Regions from separate parts of the Rattus norvegicus genome. Here region 1 is linked to region 2. The links are chromatin contacts, called in public Hi-C maps. All regions are on one chromosome and are shown on one strand. Each heading gives the region's core, a stretch centred on a gene start, on an enhancer-like site or on the middle of the called end of the contact. The rest is flanking DNA. Distances are from core to core; before and after follow the strand shown. Region 1 overlaps Cavin1 (caveolae associated protein 1). Region 2 overlaps Stat5b (signal transducer and activator of transcription 5B).

Region 1 (6,917 bases), core at 2,285-4,784, 150 kb after region 2:
CATTTTTATTTGTGCATATGGATGTTTGGCATGTATGGATGGATGGATGGATGGATGGATGGATGGATGGATGGACACCATGTGCATCTCTGGTGCCTTCAGAGACCAGAAAAGGGCATCAGATACCCTGGAACTAGAGCCACAGATGGTTGTGAACTGCCATATATGTGCTGGGAATTGAACCCAGGTCCTCTGGATGAGCAGTCAGTAATTGGTTTTTATTATGTAACATATGTGCGCTTGTGTATGGATATTGCATATGCATGCAAGCACCTTTGGAGGCTAGAGGCCGAACTGCAGCTGAAGTCAGAGGTAGATATGAGGCACCCACCAAAGACACTAAGATCCAAACTCAATGTCTCTGCTGGAGCAGTACGCTCTCCCAACCACTGGGCCAACTCTGAGTCTGGGAACTTTCTGTTACAGAAATTTACTCCGGATTTGTTTTCGATTTTAGTGTTTTGTCTGTTGGTTTTCAGAGATGAGTTTGCGACACTTAGGAGATGAAGAACTTTAAATTTTATCCACCCATTCGATCAATGTTTGCTAATATGTTTACTTATATGAGGCTCTAAGGGCTGTCTGTGGTGATTACTATGACTAAGACGGACGCTAAGAAGAGGCTCGGTGGTTACGCATGCTAGCTGCTCTTGCAGAGAACCCGGATTTAATTCCCAGTACCAACACAGCAGTTCACAACCGCCTGTAACTCCAGTTCCAGGGAATCTGATATCCTTTTTGTTAAGCCTCTGGGGGGGTGGGGGGTTCCTGCACTTGCTACATAGAAACTCATAAAGGTTCCCACGCACACACGGTTTTAAAAATCTTTTTAAAAGGAGGTTGATGTGGGGCTGGGGATTTAGCTCAGTGGTAGAGCGCTTACCTAGGAAGCGCAAGGCCCTGGATTCGGTCCCCAGCTCCGAAAAAAAGAACCAAAAAAAAAAAAAAAAAGGAGGTTGATGTAAGAGGAAAGATGAAGGCGTCTCAGAGTATGGTTCAGCGGCAGACCACTTGCCTAGCAATGTGAAGTCTCACATGCTAGAACCGGTTCCACTTCTAGGACTACCAAAACCGAAAAACAAACAAAAAGAGAGACGCACACAGGGGTTATGGGGACATGCCTTTAGGCAGAGGCAGGCAGGTCTGAGTTAGAGGTCAGCATGATCTACATAGCTCTAGAGCCAGGACAGCCAAGACTAGATGGGAAAGTCCTGTCTGGAATGGAAGGAAGGGAGGGAGGGAAGGAAGGAGGGAAGGAAGGAAAAATCCAGAGGTGGTGAACAGCCCAAGCAGAGACCCATAGGCCTGAAAATGGTTCATCTTTGGCCAGCAATGTCAACATGTTGAGAAGCAGCAAAAACTGAGGCAGAGGCCAGAGTTTTAAGGATATTATCAACAGTGGCCAGGAGTTTAACTTGTGTGTGCGTGTGTGTGTATGTGTGTGTGTGTGTGTGTGTGTGTGTGTGTGTGTGTGTGTAATGAAGTAACATGCTGGCACGCACACACACACACACACACACACACACACACACAGTGTAAGGCTGTCTCAAAAACAAAAGCAAAAAAAAAAAAAGGAAATAAAAGCAAAAGGGGGGCTGGGAAAAATAGCGGTAAGCTCTTCCTTTTTAAGTGCAAGGCCCTGAGTTCAGTCTTCAGTGTTCACGTAGATGCCTGCCACACTGACCTCCATTCCCAGTCTCCCCCCTGGGGAGGGAGTGGGGTCTAGCTGAACCCGACTAGTGAGCTCCAGGCCACTGACAGACCCTGCCTCAAATATGGTGAATAGGATTTCCAAGGAAAATCCAGCCTACACACACATGCCCAGGTGCACATGTGACTGCACAAACATAAAGAAACAAACAAGCAAACAAACCCAAGGACCTCAGGAAAGAAAGAGAGAGAGAAAGAAAGAAAGAAAGAAAGAAAGAAAGAAAGAAAGAAAGAAAGAAAGTGGGGTTGGGGATTTATCTCAGTGGTAGAGCGCTTACCTAGGAAGCGCAAGGCCCTGGGTTCGGTCCCCAGCTCCGAAAAAAAGAACCAAAAAAAAAAAAAGAAAGAAAGAAAGACAGAAAGACAGACAGACAGAGGGCTGGAGAGATGGCTCAACAATTAAGAGCACTGACTGCTCTTCCGGAAGTCCTGAGTTCAAATCCCAGCAACCACATGGTCATTCACAACCCTCTGTAATGAGATCTGATGCCTTCTTCTGGTGTATCTGAAGACAATTACAGTATATTAATATATAATAAATCTTTTAAAAAAGAAAGAAAGACAGACAGAAAGAGAGAGAGAGAGAGAGAGAAAGAAAGGAAGGAAGGAAGAAAATGAATAAATGAATAAATGAATAAGGACTTGGAAGGTGTTATAAAGAGACCTGCTAACTCAACTTGAGTCTGTAACGGGATGTCACAGATCCATGGTGACATTAACAGGATCCCTTGGCAGACATTTTCCCTATTTGATTGCCTCAGTGTAACTGTCAGAATTAATGCCAACGATAGATTAGTGGAAGACACCGAGTGGGTAGGGACCTCGGAACACCATCCTTCCTTTCTAGTAGGCAGTGGAATATTTAATCCAAAGCCCACGGGCAGTCGCCCCTGTCTCACTACAGTGAAAGGAGTCTCTCTGGTTCTGGAAGGGCTTTGGGGGAGATGAAGGAGGGAATGGGGTGCATGGTACCCACTAAAGGGGCTAGTCAAAGAATCAGGGATACTCTTCCTAGGAGGAAGGCCAGACTGGAATTGGGTGAGAGTGGCCCAATGAAGGAACTTGCTAGTATAAGAAGGGTGGAGAGAAGAGCTAATAGCAGACAAAGGAAAAGCTGGTGGGCAAGCAAATTGACTCAGCTGGGTATCTCCAGGGTATCCGGTTAAACCTGGGCCCCTGGTATCTCCCTGCTTCACAGCTGAATGTGAAGTGACACTCTGGGTCTGTGTCTCCTGGCAGATGGGAACATCAACGGCTTGGAGGCTCTAAATGTCCGGTGTCAGTATAGTTTCTTTCGGTGGGAAGCCAAGCCTTTATGGAGGACTTGGAACTCTGGCCTCATGGACTCTGCAGCTGGAGGTGCACAGAGAGGAATGTGTGTGCAGCTCCTAAGAACTCAGCCTGTTTCAGGTAGGAGCACAAGGGTGGGCTGCAGACCCAGAAATGGCATTACTTTTACAAGGGACACCTTTCCTGAGATTCTGAGGCAGTCGGAACCCACAGGATGTCAAAAGCCCCATTGTTTCATGAAATTCATCACTGACAGGCAGGGTATAGTTGGTCCAAGGAGAGGTGACCAGACAATGGAGAGTTGCTAGAGAGTGAAACTGATGTGTGGGTTCCCCTGGTGCGTAGATGTACCACTGTTCTCTCTCTCATGTGCAGTCCTCTGGGGCAGCCTCTTATTCCCGTCCTCCTCCAGGCCTATGACTGGGGTGGAGGAACATCTGGAGGTTAAGTCCCTAGCCCTGGGGAAGTAGATCCAGACAGGACCCAGACTGCCGACTTCGACCTTTAAACAGTTGGTGCAGCCAGATTAGTTGCTGTGCGACCTTAGACAGGTCACTGTTTCCTCTGCTCTGAAAGGAATGACAGGAATCTAACTTGGAGTACTACCAGGTCAAATAATGATTGTAGAACACAATGTTAAAAAGCATTCCAGTAGAGAATGCTCAATATCTTGGCCATTGTTATCTGCCTCTGCCACCCCAGCCCCACTCTAGGAAGCCAGGCAAATGTATACCCCACTCCTTCCCTCCTTCCTTCCCCCTCTTCCTCTCCCCCTCCTCTTTCCCTGTTTCACTCCTGCTTTCCCTTAGTTCAACAACACCCTCAGCAAGTGCTTTGGACAATATAACCCCACACAAATCCTTTTAGAAAAGCAGGTTTATTGGTCCGGCTGCTCACCAGAACACAGCAACTCGAGGAGCTTCCCTAGAGCCCACAGGAAACTGTATCTGCCCACAGTGATAGCCCATCAGCACAGGGGACCTCATCCTGCATCTGCCCACCCTCCTCAGCTTATCTGTCTTCAATCGGAGGAGGGAAGGGGACCAAGAAAAATAAAGGAAAATTAAAAATAAAAAATAAAAAGCAAAGCTTCGTATTGTATAAAAGGTTTGTGGTTTCCATCCCCCCCCCAAAAAAATAATCAATTAGCTGCAATTCTAAAAAGCAGGGAAGATGTGTCGTTGGGGAGAAGGAAGTAGCCTGTAGCTATCATTTGGGGGAGGTGTTGCCTTTGCTCCTGACCAGCCTTTAAAGGGGGAATCAATGTGTCCTCAGGAGAAAACCTGGTCAGTAACTATAGAAATCAAGCCTTGGACAAGAAGCAGCACCCCACCCTCCCTAACTTTCAGATAAAGGTGCCCACAAAAGCAAGGAACTTAGGGAGGCAAGCTCTACAGTTTTACATTAGGGAAAGATCCATGCTAGAAGCAGCTGAGAGGGAGTTAGGGTGAGCAAGCCAGCAGGCCCTACTTCCCCAGTTTCCGGCTAGGGATCGCTACCAGAGGCCTGGCCTTTTTAGCACCTTGCTTTCTCCCTTCCTGCGGCCAGCCCTGCACAGCTCGCTGCTGCCTCCTGCTGGAACGCTAATTTTCTGGGCTCGGAAAACAAGACTTCCCAGAAGGCAGTTCCCAGATCCTGGAAGAGAGAATCCAGTCCGGCTTACTTCTCTTTGGAACACTTTCTAGAACTGACTGCCCTCCAGATCCAGAGACTGTCCTGCTGTCCTGAGATCTTACCAAAGCGGAACTCTTGTCTTGAATTTCTTTGTGTGGCTAATGAGGGCATTTCTTTCTTATTCCATTTCAACCCTCTCCTATCTTCCTATCTCTTCCCAAAGCCATACTCAACGTGCTCCTGTGTGCAGATTTTGTAGATTTGTAAACGTGCTCCTCTCCTGACACACTTCTCATCCTTTCCTAGGCTCAACTCACCTCCTGCTTACTTCGGTGAGACCTTTATCCAGGGTAACACTCTGCCTTCACCCACCGTATTGCCTTAGATTTCTCCAAAGACCCTCAGGTCTTCCGGTGAGCCACCTCCTGTGTGAGCAAAGGTCTCCCTACACACATTTTATCTTCGTGGTACTTTGAACTGCCTTTATTTTGAAACAGCGTCTCGATAAATTACTCAGGCTGGCTTTGAGCTCACTCTGCAACCCAGGCAGGTCTTGAGCTTGCAAATATCCTGCCTCAGCCTCTCAGGTAACTGGGAGAGCAAGCTGGCACTAGAAAGGCGCCCCTACAAGGGTTGTCTTTAGGATTCGCTCTTTTCCTCTTGCAGAAATTATGGCTTTGGAGTCTCCCAGGGTGAGGAAAAGGAGAAACAGCTCAGGAAGCAAGGGTGGTGCGACTTAGTATGAAGCTGTGTTGGGGAGGGGCAGGCCTCTGACAGGGCCTAACTAGGGAGCTTAGAAAAAGCATCCTGGAGCAGGACAACCAGGGCATGGGTCATTCTTCCATATCCTACCCAGACTGTGTTCAAATTGAGGCTGTCCATGGTGAGAGACCATCTATCCCTCGGTCTAAGGCCTATGCTTTGGAAGGCTGCTCTTCCAGGGGATATGATTTCCCCGCTTTAAAAAAAAAAAGAAAAAGAAAGAAAGGGGGGGAAAAAAAAAAAAGCCCAACCAGACTGGGCTTAGAATGCAAAAGAGAAAGTTTGAAATGAGAAAGGCGGTGGGCAGGAGTGGGGGTCAGGGAGGACAGGATCAGGCACCGGCCTCCAGGGCAGAGCCCCGTGAGTCCTGCTCAGTCGCTGTCGCTCTTGTCCACCAGGACGGCGTCCGATTCCTCGGTGATCTCCAGCAGCGTGTGCACGTCGGGGCTGCTCCCGCGCAGCAGGTCAGTGGCCTCGCCGCGCTCCGCGCCAACCTCGTCGTCATCAGGACCCACCTCCACCATCTCGGTGGCCTTCAGCACCTCCACCTCGCCCTCGCGGATCTTCTTGACATGGAAGGTAAAGGGCGGCACCTTGTAGACCGCGGTCTTGGAGCGCGCGTACACCACGTGGTCGGGCGTGAAGGACTTGCGCAGCTTGTCGCGCGACGTCTTCAGCTTCTCGCGTCGCTCCACGGGCACCAGGCGCGTGCCCAGCTTGTTCATGCGCTTCTCCAGCGTGTGCCGCGTCTTCTCCAGGTTCTCCTTAGTCTTCAGGCGCGTCTTCTCCAGGTTCTCGCGCGTGCGCACCTTGGTCTTCTCCATCTTCTCCTTGGAGAAGGCCTTCTTGAAGTCGTCCACGCGCCGCAGGCCGCTGCGCTTGATGCGCTCGGCGCGGGACTCCTCGATCACCTCCTCCACCTCCACCGCCTCGTCAGACGACAGCTCGATCGCCGCAGCGTCCTCCTCCGGCCGCTCGCCCTCGCCCAGCTCATCGCCCTCCTTCTCTGGCAGCGCCTCCGACTCTTTCAGAGACTTGCTGACGCTCAGTTTGGCCGGCAGCTTGACTTCATCCTAAAAGGCGAACAGAGCCTAGATGAGAAATGCCACTGAAGAGGGCAGAGAGAGGGCTGGATGGGACTCCGGGCAAAGTGCTGGCGATTCTGGGGAGAGCATGGGAACCTATGTGATGAGGGTGAAATCCACCAGAATTGTTCGCTCTCAAACACCCCCAATGCCTGGTACAGATGTGGTCATAATCTGTGCGTCGCACAGTCCTTATACAGACAGCAGCACGCGGAGAGAGCAGAGCTTCGGGTCAGAAATTGATCACCATTATGATTATACTAAATATTCCCAGGGACCTTCAAACCCTTGTACACTATGGCTACGGCTATGATTGCTTTAAGCGGCTGTGACTTCGGAAGAAAACAGCTTAACTTTGAAAATAGCAGAGCGCCCTCTGGTGCCCTAATTTACACACTGCCCCAAGTGGGACAAAAAAAACAAAAACAAAACAAAACAATTTCGGAGAGTTTAGAA
Region 2 (6,873 bases), core at 341-2,840:
TGACTATTGTGGCGCAAAAGGCGGAACCAGAAAAACCAGCCTTAGGGAAGGAGCCGTGAACAGTTTCGATATCCTAGACCCGGTCTTTGCTTTCGCTGGAAACCGCCACGGGGTTATAGCATCGTTTCAAACGGGCACCATGAATGATCAGTGTAGCGATCTGAACAATAACTTTAGGTTTGGTATTTGGGCTTTGTGAAATGGAAGACGCTACCCTTTGAACGGGATCAGAAAGACAGACGAGACTCGGGACAGAGCGAGGCCTGCATGTTCTCACAGTGAGCTTAGCAGCCGCGCTCTTAACACAGAGCAGAGACTTATCTGGCCAAGTTCACCGTTGGAGTTACTGCTATGGAATCTGTAGAACAATGTTTGATTTACGACACCCACACACAGTCCAAGGCAGAAACAGTATGTGTTGACTAGGAGAATGGACTGTGGTGTTGCAATGGTTAGCGGTCGGGTTTCTCGTTGCTCTCCTTTTATAATGGAGATTGAACCTATGACCTGGGTCATGCCAGGCAAGAAGAGCTCCACAGCTGACCTATATTCCAGGCCTCTTCTGGACTTTTTATTTGGAGAGAGTGTTTCACTAAGTTAGTTGTCTAGGCTGACTATGTATTCACTCTATAGCCCAGGCTGGCCCTAAACTTTTCATTTTTAAATTTTAATTCATTTATTTGGTTTTGTTGTTGTCGTTTTGTTTTTTTGAGACAGGATTTCTCTTTGTAGTCCTGGTTGTCCTCAAACTCAGAGATCTGCCTACCTCTACCTCCTGAGTGCTGGGATTAAAGGCGTGCACCACCATGGCCCACTGAACTTGCTGTCTTCTAATTTAACCTAAGATCACAGGCTTGAGCCAGTAGTCTCAGCAACCGTGAGACTTTTTTTTTTTTTAATGAGCTATTGTGGTAAAGCCTATAATCCCTGAACTCAGGACATGAAGGCAGGAGGATCAAGAGTTCAAGGCCAACTTGGGCTTCCTGTGACCCTTTCTTAAACAACATCAAAACCAAAACAAGCTGCACCAACAGAAGCACACTTTAGAAAATGGCTTTCTGGGGTTGAGGATTTAGCTCAGTGGTAGAGTGCTTGCCTAGCAAATGAAAGGCCCTGGGTTCGGTCCTCAGGTCCGGAAAAAAAACAAAAAACAAAAAACAAACAAACAAAACAACAACAACAACAAAAAAAAGAAAATGGCTTTCTGGGGGCTGGAGAGATGGCTCAGCAGTTAAGAGCACTGAAGTCCTGAGTTCATGGTGGCTCACAACCATCTGTAATGGGATCTGGTGTGTTTGAAGACAGCTACAGTGTACTCAGATAAACAAACAAAGGCTTTCTGAAACTACTAGGAACCTTTTCTGACAGACCTGAGTCCATTTGGCAGAGACCTGGGATTCCCCAGACTGGAGAAGCTACGTTAATAGGAGGAAGACCTTGAAACCAGACTTGCTCTAACACTGCTTTCTGGGCATCTTGAATCCAATCTGAAAGTGACTGAGCTACTGATTTGCACAGTTCTCCTAAGGACTATGCTACAGCCATGGTCCAGTGCACTGGACCTGGGTTGTGTTGACGACCAGAGACGGCACATGTGTGCCAGGAAACAAAGATCCCTCTCTGTGAGCAGTGGCTGTCTGATCGAGTAACACTGAGCTATTTATGGGACAAGTCAGTTAGTCAGCAGTGAGGTGCGGGCTGGGTGCCGGTTACCTATTTTAGATGTGTGGGCTGCCATAGGATACTTGGATGGTTTAACTTGGGGCTTTCAGGCTTTAGGGCTGAGACAACAGTGAGATTTTCCAGTATAGCGGAGTTCAGTGGGTGTGGGTTCACCAAGAGGAAAACTGGGACGGGAGAGCAGTTCTGCTTCCTAGTCAGACATGTGGAAGACGGTGTTTCAGGGAGGTCTCCAAATCAGACCAGGACCACCAGCTCATGATTGTAGAGGAAAGGCAAAGAGATTGGGAGTGGAAGAAACTGGAGATTTAAGTATGTGGGGGGCCTGACAGAAGAGTGAAGAGCTGGGGTTCAGGTAAGCAGTCTTTCTTAGTTAAGAACAAGGAAGGGGTGCTGGAGAGATGGCTCAGTGGTTAAGAGCACTGTTGCTCTTGAGAAGGACCTGGGTTTGTCTCCCAGCACCCAGTTGATGGCTCACAACCATCTGTAACCCCAGCTTCAGGGGCTCTGATGCACTCCTCTGGCCTCCAAGGGCACTGCGAACCCACATAGTGCACAAACATACATGTGTACAGAACATTCATACATGCAAAATCAACATAAATAACATGAGAACAAATAAAGACAGACTCGGCTAGGAAGATGGCTCAGCCAGTGTTTGCCTTGCAAGCATTGAGGACCCAACTTCAAAGCCTAGAATCCGGGTAAAAAGCCAGGCAGAATGGTGTATACTTGTAATCTCAGAGCTGGGGCGGGGGGAGACAGGTGGGTCTCTGAGGCTCATCGGCCAGTCAGTCTGACTTAGACACTCTCTCAAAAGACAGAGTGGGAGGGAGCTGGGTATGGTGGCATGGTCACAGGCAGAGGTAGGTGGCTGTTCATGAGTTTGGGGTCAGCCTGGTCTATATAGCAAGTAACGGGCTAGCCAGGACTACATAGTGAGACCCCGTCTCAAAAATAAAATTAAAAGGTAAATAGCTCAAGCCTCCATAAGTGTACACACACACACACACACACACACACACACACACACACACACACACACATACTCAGAGCCACATATACACAGCCACACACTCAGCCCTAGAACAAGACAGAAGTAGGACCTCGTCATAGCTCCCTTAATGAAAATTTGAATGATTCCAACAGACACTAAAATCTCTTGTGTCTGCAAATTCACCTGCTGAACTGACTCAGGACAGAAGAAGGAACATGGTGGGAAGGTTCTGGGCTCACTCTGTCGTCCACTCTCTCTGTGCCACTGCCCTGGCACACATCGTATTCATTAAGGAAGGGGAAGCCATCTTAAACACACGGTGACTTTATCTACAACAGTGCTTGGCAATGAGCAGTACTGTCCTGTTGTTGTTGCTTAAGTACACAAATGTGAGCAAATGAAATTGAACGTGCCAGCTCTTTCCTTTTTTAAGATACATTTTTTCCCTATCTATTTATTTAATATGTGTGGGTGTTTGCCTGCATGTAGGTCTGTGGACCACAGGTGTGCAGTGCCCATGGAGGCCAGAAGAGGGCGCCAGATCTCCTGGACCTGGAGTTCCAGATGGTTGTGAGCTGTGGTTGTGGGTGCTGGGAATCCAACCCAGGTCCTCTGGAAGAGCAGCCAGTGCTCTTAACAGCTGAGCCATCTCTCCAGCCCCAAATCAGCTCTTTTCAAAGTTATAATGGAACACAACACCAGTATGGAATTCTATGGTGTAGAAGGAAACATCTCTCTCTTTTTTTTTTTTTTCCTTTTCTTTTTTTCAGAGCTGGGGACCGAACCCAGGGCCTTGTGCTTGCTAGGCAAGCGCTCTACCACTGAGCTAAATTCCCAACCCAGAAGGAAATATCTTAAATTAGCTCATCAACTCTGTTTAACTCCGGTGACTCTATATGGGTGGTCTCCCTTTCATCACACAGGCCTGTCTTTTTTCTGTCTAGTTTTCTTTTTCTATCTTTTTTTTTTTTTTTGGTTCTTTTTTTCGGAGCTGGGGACCAAACCCAGGGCCTTGCGCTTCCTAGGTAAGCGCTCTACCACTGAGCTAAATCCCCAGCCCCTTCTTTTGTTTTAATTTATCGTTTCCCACTGAATCCCAATAGAAGAGGACATGTCATACTGCCCTGTCCCCAAAGTGTGTGTGTAGCAGCTCAGCACAGAGAGCAGCAAACAAATATTTGTTAAATCCATGGTTCTCACCCTTCCTAATGCTACAACCCTTTAATACAATTCCTCATGCCATGGTGACCCCCAACTATAAAATTATTTCATCGCTACTTCACAACTGTAATTTTGCTGTTACGAACCATAATGTAAGTATCTGTGTTTTCCGATGGTCTTAGATGACCCAGTGGTAAGGTCATTCAAACCCCAAAGGGTTGTGACCTACACAGGTAGAGAACCGATATGCTAAATGAACAAGTACATAAATCTTTCACATGTCCTGTTGGCCAAGCATATTTCTGGAGTTTATTACTGCTTTAAGGGAGGAACAGCTCAGTGTGGTGGTATACACCTGTCATTCCTTAACCTTGGTAAACAAGCCAAGGTTAAGGCCAGTTCTGGTTTACAAGATGATACTTTGTCTCTCAAAAAAAACAAAAAAACAAAAAAACAAAAAAAACCCCAAAAAACAAAAAACAAAACAAAACAAAACAAAAACAAAAAACAAAAAGCAAAAAGCAAAAAGCAAAAACACCAAATGCCTTTGTTTGTTTTTTGAGACAGTCTCACTCAGTAGCCCTGGCTGGTCTGCAACTTAACACGTAGACCAGCTAACCTTGAACTCACAAAGATCCCCCTGTCTCTACCTCCTGAGTGTTGGTAGTAAAGGTGGGCCCGCCTCCAAAAGCTGTAAAGACAAAATTGCAGAAACAGCAGAACTGGACGGAGCTGTGCCAGGACAGGCAGGGTGTGGTATAAGGGCAATGCACGTTTTAGGTTTTCTATTTGTTCTTAGTTTTTATTAAAGAGTGGAATGCCGAGCTCTGAGAATTTGTCAGAATATTTCTATCTTTCCGATTCTGAGCATGGCATGGTATTTTTTTCTTTTTAAATAGCACACTACTTGAAGGGTAATAGCTGGTAAATACAAAGTGGTAATTGCCTTATTTTGATAAATGTGGCATAGTTTCACAACATAAAAGTGCTTTAATAGGGACAGGAAACAGAGCTCCAGAGTGGATTTTGCTCACTACCCGTCAAGAGGATAAGAAGGAATCGAAGGCTTCCAGCACACACATGTGATGAATGCTGAGTGACAGATTTCACAAGTAAGGTGATCTCATCATCACACACTATGTGAGGGGGCATGCCCTTCCCCAGATATGAAAAGTCTGTGTCCGTTAAAATTAAAAAAAAATATAAAAGCCACACTCAATAGTACAGTCGTGTTTGTGTTACTTTTAAACTGTGGGCTTTATCCACATAAACTATTCGAGGCTTACGTAGGTTACTGTGTACCCATTATGGCTCCTTGTTATAACTTCCTATAGCTCCCATTGTAACTTCCTACATGCTAAATAGCTCACTCCACACAAAAACTGTTCCCACTCCTCATCAGGTTAAACGCCCAAACGTCCAGTTAGTGCCTTTTCCATCCATGCCCGTCGGAACTCTCCACACTCACCAGGAAACAAGGTTGCACACAGGTGTAAGCAGGGGCCCTGTCCCCATACTTTCCGTCTATCCAGCCACCAGCTGCTACTCCTCCCGCAGGCACGCAGGGAGACGGCCTACCACGCGCATGCTCTTCTCTGCTTCTTGACCTGGCAGCTCAGTTCTCAGTGCGTGACACTCTGACAAGGGAGGAAGTGGTTTGTATCTCTGGTAAATCATCACGGGGGGGGGGGGGCTCCACTCTAAACACTGGGAAATGGATTCACCATCGTATTTTTAGGACAGGGTTGACAGTCAGCCGAGCTCTGTGCAGTCATACTTGTGGAGTTCACAGCCTTCCAGAGCAAGCCACAACGGCTCAGCCTGGACACAGAGTGCTATACCCACTAAACACACCCAGCACCTATGTTGACCCAGAACACGGACCTATCCAAGGGTGGAGAAGGTTAAAGGGCCAGAGGTACCTTTTTGTAGAAACCAAAATGTGTAACTGACCACAATGTCTCAGGCTTATTGGAAGCTAAAGGGAGGGAGGCCTCCTATGCAAGTGGCAGGTGTTATTTTGTATCAATAGCTAACAGTCTAGCAGAAACATTTTCTTTAACAAATATATATATATATATATATATATATGTGTGTGTGTGTGTGTGTGTGTGTGTGTGTGTGTGTGTGTGTGTGTATTTAGGGCAGCTCTGGGTAGCCCAGGCTTGCCCCTGGCACTGGACTCAGGATGTAGTTCAACGCCAGATCCTCCCACTCTGCCTCCTGTGTACTGAGATTATAGGTGTGTTCTGTTACTTTTGTGCTGGTGATCAATTTGTGCCTGTTAGTCAGAGCTCTACTAACTAAGGATATACTCCCAGCCCAAAACATAAGCATTTGCAAACAAAGCCATTACTCTGAAGGTTTTCAGAACACCGGAGACTGTTTTGCTATAACTACCCTGGCAGAAAGTAGGCTCTCTCTGCTGGAAGCTTCCAGAGAAACTCTGCCAGTAGACTGAACGAATTCTGGCTTGAGGAGAGATGAGGGTCTAAAACACCCACGGAGAGATATGGTTTGCCGATGTAGTTTTTATTATGTGGAACATCTATAATTGCTGAGTTTTTCTTTTCTGTGTGGCAGCAGAGCTCGAACCCAGGGCCTCACACGTGCCAGGTGAGCCCTGTAGCGCTAGGCTACATCCCCAGTAGGATTGGGGATAGAACATGAGATTAATGTTCTGAAGACCACGCTGAGCTCAGCTACTTACAGGTTTTCAAAAGACCTGCTCTCCCAATTCCTCTGTGCCTCAGGCTTCAAACTTCCTAAATGAGGAGAATATGTCTGTGTGTGCGTAGGGTGTCAGAAGCATGGGTTATATGTGTACATATGTACGTATGTGTAGTCAGCCCCCGAGGGGCCAACGATTCACACTTACACACAGGACTTCCTACTCCCCATCCCCACCTTAACTAAACTCAACAAACTTTTCCACAGTCAATTCTCTGACTGATGACCAGCTCTTGCTATCCCTCTGCTTAACTAAAGTTCCACAGGATAAAATTCACCTTCCTTTAGAAATAAGGTAATCCTTT

What was found. Hi-C and Micro-C count contacts between places; a contact is called where the count stands out from the background.
Region 1: a contact with region 2 is called in a Hi-C map of liver, with 4 times the contacts expected there. The contact joins two enhancer-like sites. A contact is called at or near these places in 2 of 12 Hi-C or Micro-C datasets (both in liver).

What each region holds. Positions count from the first base shown.
Region 1 is chr10:86,378,762-86,385,678 of GRCr8, forward strand. It overlaps Cavin1 (caveolae associated protein 1), which reads right to left. Exons shown (of 2, transcript NM_001105841.1): 2 at 5,640-6,449. The coding sequence ends at 5,748. Among named protein-coding and RNA genes, the nearest start is that of Cavin1, 14 kb to the right of the region's middle. Within about 2 kb of position 3,535, at least 6 of the 93 cell types and tissues checked have an H3K27ac peak or open chromatin away from gene starts, as enhancers often do. A contact at or near this core is called in liver, where this site is marked.
Region 2 is chr10:86,233,846-86,240,718 of GRCr8, forward strand. All of the region lies in intron 1 of Stat5b (signal transducer and activator of transcription 5B), which reads right to left. Among named protein-coding and RNA genes, the nearest start is that of Stat5b, 39 kb to the right of the region's middle. Within about 2 kb of position 1,591, at least 7 of the 93 cell types and tissues checked have an H3K27ac peak or open chromatin away from gene starts, as enhancers often do. A contact at or near this core is called in liver, where this site is marked.